Regions from separate parts of the Danio rerio genome. Here region 1 is linked to region 2. Evidence: chromatin contacts called from public Hi-C data. All regions are on one chromosome and are shown on one strand. Each heading gives the region's core, a stretch centred on a gene start, on an enhancer-like site or on the middle of the called end of the contact. The rest is flanking DNA. Distances are from core to core; before and after follow the strand shown. Region 1 holds the start of specc1 (sperm antigen with calponin homology and coiled-coil domains 1). Region 2 overlaps specc1 (sperm antigen with calponin homology and coiled-coil domains 1).

Region 1 (3,120 bases), core at 463-2,962, 110 kb after region 2:
GGCATGCAAGCATTGGAAAAAATTATATATCACTAAGACTATAATTTTAATTTCAACATTTTTTAAAACTGAAAATAAGCACAACATAATAAGTTACATATAGAGGTGCAATAAATCAATGTCTGGAAATTAACCATATGGGCCCAAAAATTAATAGACAAAAATAAAAGTTTGTTAAGAAAATCGAAAAAAATGTTAAGGTCAAAAAAAAAAATCAAATCAAATCAAATTAAGTTACAGTCATGCAAACTTCAGGGGGAAGCTTTTCAGCAAACAGTAAACATATTTTATTATTAGACATATAAACGAAATATTGTTGATGCAGCTAGGAAACTAAATAGCTGACAGTGTGGCCATTAGGATGGAGATGTGACAGCATGATCAACCAGGTGCTTCATAAACCCATAACGATGCCTTTCAGCTCAGGTAATGAGAATAAGCACAAAGATGTAAAATGGATCATTCTAAAGTTATTTTACCCCCGTCATTTTGACCTCCGTCCACTTAGTAGATATACACATAGAGGTAAAGTTGGTTTTATATTCGGATATTCAGACTTTCTCCTTAATAATATAATTTCAGAAAAGTATTCTTTGCAAATTCTAAATAAGGAAATCATATAAGCAACCAAAGATTATCAAAGTACAACATTGTTCACAGTCAATTAGACAGTGTTGATGTTGTTTAGAAGTCATACTTGCATGCTAATTCCGATCGTATATTCAAAGTAACATGGTACACAATATAGAGGTAAAGTGGATTTTATATGCGCATATATTGGTTCATTTAGCAGTCTCTATATTATTTACAGTTACTTTGAATATTCGATCGGAATTAGCATGCAAGTATGGCTTCTAAACAACATTAACACTAGCTAATTCACTGTGAGCAATGTTGTACTTAGTCATTTGCTGTTAATATGATTTCCCTATTTACAATTTGCAAAGAATACTTTCCTTAATTATATTATTAAGGAGAATGTCTGAATATCCGAATATAAAACCAACTTTACCTCTATAATATACACTATGAGGGTAAATATTTTGACTTTCGTTTTGTCTTGCTTCGGTTAAAATAAAAAAAATAAATAAACAAATTCAAATGTTTAAACCAGGGACCTTTGGTTGAGTTGACACGAAGTGACCGTCTACATCTGAACTTTTGCAGCATTAGTACTCCACAATATTCAGATTCCTACATAAACACTCTGATTAATTTGATATTGAAATACATATGACATGTGAAATCCTGTCAATAACATATCTCCGCAGGGACTGACTGGAGTCTTGATGTTTCTAGTTCACAAACCTCTCGTGACAGAACTGCTGCAGTAACGTTATCTCAATTCAGACCGTGTCTCTGTCTAATTTAGACACAACGCGTGAAAATAATCAAACAAACCGAATATATGCGAGCTTTGAATCGCTGTCCCTTATCATACTGAAGGTCTACTGAGAATTAGCCAAACAGCAGTCACCGTTAAAAACAGCAGCTCGTTCCCACTCGCGAGCAGCACGACAACATCCGTTGATAAAAGTGCGGGTAAGTACCGCGTTTGTCCCAATGACGACTAGAAAGGATTTCGTGAAGTGATCAAATGAACTTAGCGGGAGCTCTACATTGATAATACAATCTCCGAGACGAGAAAAACATTTAAAATTCAGTGAGACTCACCTGTTCCCTGACGCCGAGGAGCGCCACCGTGACCAAACTGAAGATGCTCGTGCGCCACTGCCAAGTTCATCCGCCAGGGGGAGCGCGCGACCTATGGTGCAGAGAACAAGGGCACGCTGGGAATTGTAGTGCATGTATTAAAAGAACGCTTGAACAATTCTCAGTTTCTCTGGATTTGCTAGATTGTGTTTTTGTAAAACGATTATTTAGAGGCCAATTTTTTTCAATAAAATACTGCCATTTAGTCTAGACATTTTATTCAGAAATTTGGTAAGTAGAGCAAATGTTTTCATTTGTTGTGACTGAAAATTGGGATTATTCTACTAAATACTGATTTGTGTTCTGTTATGTAAGTTAAAACATTGTGTTGTATACAAAAGGAATATAATATGGTCTGAAAACAAGGCACCTTTTTGTTATTTTATGCAAACATTACTCTAAATAAATATATAATTGTGCTTTTTTCCGTGATTGGTACACATTTAATTTGATTTATTTATCACATAAGATAAAAATATTTATATATATATATATATATATATATATATATATATATATATATATATATATATATATATATATATATATATATATATATATATATATATATAGATAGATAGATAGATAGATAGATAGATAGATAGATAGATAGATAGATAGATAGATAGATAGATAGATAGATAGATAGATAGAGAGAGAGAGAGAGAGAGAGAGAGAGAGAGAGAGAGAGAGAGATATAGATATAGATATATAGATATAGATAATGTAATACATTTTATTTTAATGCCATATCCATATGTAAATAGTGGAAACGCTAATATTTGCCTCTTGAAAAATACACTTAAGTCAATTTTCTATTAGCATAATAAAAAGCTATCAAGACTGTATGTGGCTCATTTAATACATGTACATAAATGTTTAACCCACCACCACCACGGGTTGTTTCATTGTAGTTCTTTGTACTACTAAGCTAAAAGTCACCTCTCTTTCTGTCGAATCTGCAAAACCAGTTGTTATGTTATAAAGACATAAATAAATGCTACATAAATGCAGCTTGGGAAGAAAATATAAAATATAGACTTCTGTATTTATTTTAGGGACTTTATAAACTAGCGTTTACCAAGTTGCGGTTTTTCAATTATTATATATTTTTTTCTTTAAATGTTGACGAATGTGCTCCTGTTTATCCTCCGTTTGACAGAATCACGCTGTCAACATGGCTGCGCCCGCAAAGAGCACGGATGCTTCACTTTCAGTCACTGCAGGTCATTCGGCAAACGTTTCATCCGCGGAAAATGTGTCTCTGCAATACAGTCTTATTTTGGACCATCTTATCGGCGACAAAAGACAGATTAAAGACTTAAATCCGACTGTCATGGGGGCTTTACCGAGTCCCCAGAAAACAGATGAGCAGAAGATGATCGAGCGGGGAATGGAGAGCTGCGC
Region 2 (3,361 bases), core at 553-3,052:
TGTATTTAATACATAATCTTACTGTAAGCCTTTTAGAAGTAAATATATTCCGCGCTGCAGGTGTTGTTTGACCCTTTTGCACCTCAGTATAAAAATTTACATTTAAGGGTATTTTAATGTATACTTCTAAAAACTTATAATGCACATGATTTAGATAACACCTCTCCAATCCAGTTCTAGGAATTTGAGTCCTCCATAAAACACACACTTATTAATAATTCAAACTTGTCTTCCTCGTGATGAAGAGTAGGCAAAATCTAAGCGCGGATGGGCCCCTGGGCCTGTGCCTATAATGCCCATTGGTTAATCCGGCCATGTCCATCACTACTGTGTGTCTAACTTGAGGATGGATAGATGGTTGTGGTAGATGATAGTGTTCATGTGTTCTCTGAATACATGTTTCAAAAAATGTGTGGCTGAGTTTTTATTATACAATATTTATCCTGTTGATTTTGAATCTTGCACCTAACAAACATCCTAATTTAGAAAAAAACTTAAACTAATACTGAAACTAATAAAAACTTAACTAAAATTTAGACATTTTTAAAATATAGAAACTAATAAAAACTAAGAAATCTACCTCTAAAACTAATTAAAACAAACTGAATTTGAAAACAAAATGTCAAAACGAAATAGAAACTAAATCTAATGAAAAATCCAAAACTATCATAACCTTGCATAGGTGCCCTTTTAGAATTTGAAAAAACTATGTAAAGTTTAGTTCGCTTACTAAAAACAATGCAATTAAAAAAAAAATGCACATATTTCTTTTGTCTTAAAACAGACTAATGCGTTATAAGGGCTAATTACAAAAAATGTGCCTCAATCTAATTCAAGTTCTGAGTGTTTTAGGCAGAAACAGCTCCGTGGCTACTGCTGAAATACAAACCATCAAGACAAAATCAAAAAGTGCTGGTCGCCTAGTAAAGGTACATAAGTGTTGGCTTTTTTTCCCCTAAGGCAGCACAATACAAAGACAATTTTGTACTTTAAAAAAGAAAAAAAGACTGTGCCCAGTTAGGGATATAATAAATTAGTGATACAAATACATCCTTACACAATTTGTTCGCTTTTTCTTCCCTTAATGTAACAGTTGACCCTGCTTACAGGCGCACCAACACAAGCAGGTCACATGATCAAACATTTCAGATAGTGCAGGTGCTGTCTGCTTTAAAACAAATACAAAAATCTCCTCTCAGCAGCTGTGGAAACGCCATGTGTTCCCGTTTTATTTTCCTGTCAAAATAAATCTGAATTTGTCCTCATGAATAATACTGACAATGATAACTCTGTACTACAATACTGCCATCAATTTAAATCGAAATATCTATCGCCCCTCAACTGCAGTCTTGGAGGTCTCAAACGCCGCTCCACTGGCGATTCTGAAAGAAACACAGAGAAAACAAAGCAGTCCAAATGAATTTTCGTTAAAACACTTCATAAGTTGAAGCTTATTCATTATGACCGACTCATTGAGAAGAGCAGCATCACCATTAAATCGAGCGTCTTTTATGAAACTAATGTTTTCATCATGGCAGCATCAACCTTCATGCATCTTTCTGAAATCAATAAAACATCTGATATGTTTCATTAGCAGATTTAATAGCAGATCTGATGATTGAAGGAAGAAAATCTTCAAACATTTCCAGCAAACTTTTTTTTTCTCAATATTTAATGCAGAAATCAAAGCAAACAGCAGATGTCGCCATATACAACGTTTTTTAAGGGGCAAGAGTGTAAGAAAAGGCAGAAGCAAAGCAGACCCAGCCCCGTTTGAATCAAATGAGCACAGCCAATCAGTAATGTTCAAAGCGGTGGGCGGGTGGCTAAAATGCAGAGGGGAAAAACAAGCAACTTTAAATGACTCTGACCATCCATTAGCATTCATACTAGCAAGTCAGTATGAGTGCTGGGGGCTGGTGCTAGCGTTGCACTCACCTGGGTCAGAGGGAAATCCTTTAGGGGGGCATCTGAGGAAAGGGGAGATCGACGTACACTGGCTGTCCCATTCAACCGAGCGGAAGAGTTTTTTTTAAAAAGATCTAGCAACTCAAATGCACCACTTATAGAAGCACCTTTATCTCAATATGCTTAAACCAGTACAAACTCAGGCTCATAGTCTTATTAATGAAGTGTACAGGTTTATTCACATGATAATGGGGAGAAAGTGTTAATGCTAATGCACAATATTCTACAAAGCTAGCACACGAAACAGAAACATGAAACCAAAGCAGTAATGCCAGCCCAACACCACAGAATAAACACTATTTTACACTAGTTAATGTGTTTTTAGGGCGAAGCAGTGGCGCAGTAGGTAGTGCTGTCGCCTCACAGCAAGAAGGTCGCTGGTTCGAGCCTCGGCTCAGTTAGCATTTCTGTGTGGAGTTTGCATGTTCTCCCTGCGTTCGTGTGGGTTTCCTCCGGGTGCTCCGGTTTCCCCCACAGTCAAACGACATGCTGTACAGGTGAATTGGGTAGGCTAAATTGTCCATAGTGTATGAATGTGTGTGTGTGTGTGGATGTTTCCCAGAGATGGTTTGCGGCTGGAAGGGCATCCGCTGCATAATCATTTGCTGGATAAGTTGGTGGTTCATTCCGCTGTGGCGACCCCGGATTAATAAAGGGACTAAGCCGACAAGAAAAAGAATGAATGAATAATGTGTTTTCATTTTAGTTTTCCTAAGAACTGTATCAAAGTATGATGGATGCGAGAATTACTAGTTAATTTATAAATATATGCACAAAAAATGCTAATTATATTAGGCTAGCAATTACTTATCAATTCAAGCATGGTAAATTCAAAAATATAAATGTTTTATCATTTAAAGGGTAAATATTAGGGGTGTGATGAGACACTCAACGAGAACGAGAGTGTTATTCAACTAAAAAAAAACAATCACAAATTGCAAGACTATTTTAGGTGCATTTTTAAAAAATTAACTTGTGATGTATGTTATTTTACATCAATTTTAATGAATTCTATGCAGCAAAGGACAATAAATATTTACAGTTAGGTCCATAAATATTTGAACATGAACACAATTCTAACATTTTTGGCTCTATACACTAATACGATGGATTTGAAATGAAACAAACAAGATGTGCTTTAACTGCAGACTGTCAGCTTTAATTTGAGGGTATTTACATCCAAATCAGGTACATGGTGTAGGAATTGCAACAGTTTGCATATGTGGCTCCCACTTGTTAAGGGACCAAAAAGTAATGGGACAATTGGCTCCTCAGCTGTTTCATGGCTAGGTGAGTGTTATTTCCTTATTATCCTAATTACAATGAGCAGATAAAAGGTCCAGAGTTCAATTCAAGTGAGCTATTTGCCTTTAAAATCTGTTGCTGTCAACTC

The links. Hi-C and Micro-C count contacts between places; a contact is called where the count stands out from the background.
Region 1: a contact with region 2 is called in a Hi-C map of hematopoietic stem cells, with 2.9 times the contacts expected there. The contact joins the promoter of specc1 here to the enhancer-like site in region 2. A contact is called at or near these places in 2 of 18 Hi-C or Micro-C datasets (hematopoietic stem cells and an unstated tissue) and 1 of 4 datasets of contacts at active chromatin or transcription factors (embryo).

The regions. Positions count from the first base shown.
Region 1 is chr5:68,918,749-68,921,868 of GRCz12tu, forward strand. specc1 (sperm antigen with calponin homology and coiled-coil domains 1) reads right to left here and starts at 1,713. Exons shown (of 15, transcript XM_685735.10): 1 at 1,675-1,713. The region is part of intron 24 of cntrl (centriolin); the gene reads right to left. timm22 (translocase of inner mitochondrial membrane 22 homolog (yeast)) reads left to right here and starts at 2,876. Exons shown (of 4, transcript NM_001386807.1): 1 at 2,876-3,120. The coding sequence starts at 2,891.
Region 2 is chr5:68,807,684-68,811,044 of GRCz12tu, forward strand. All of the region lies in intron 7 of specc1 (sperm antigen with calponin homology and coiled-coil domains 1), which reads right to left. It also overlaps a transcript of zswim7 not described here. Among named protein-coding and RNA genes, the nearest start is that of adora2b, 77 kb to the left of the region's middle. Within about 2 kb of position 1,803, at least 4 of the 62 cell types and tissues checked have an H3K27ac peak or open chromatin away from gene starts, as enhancers often do.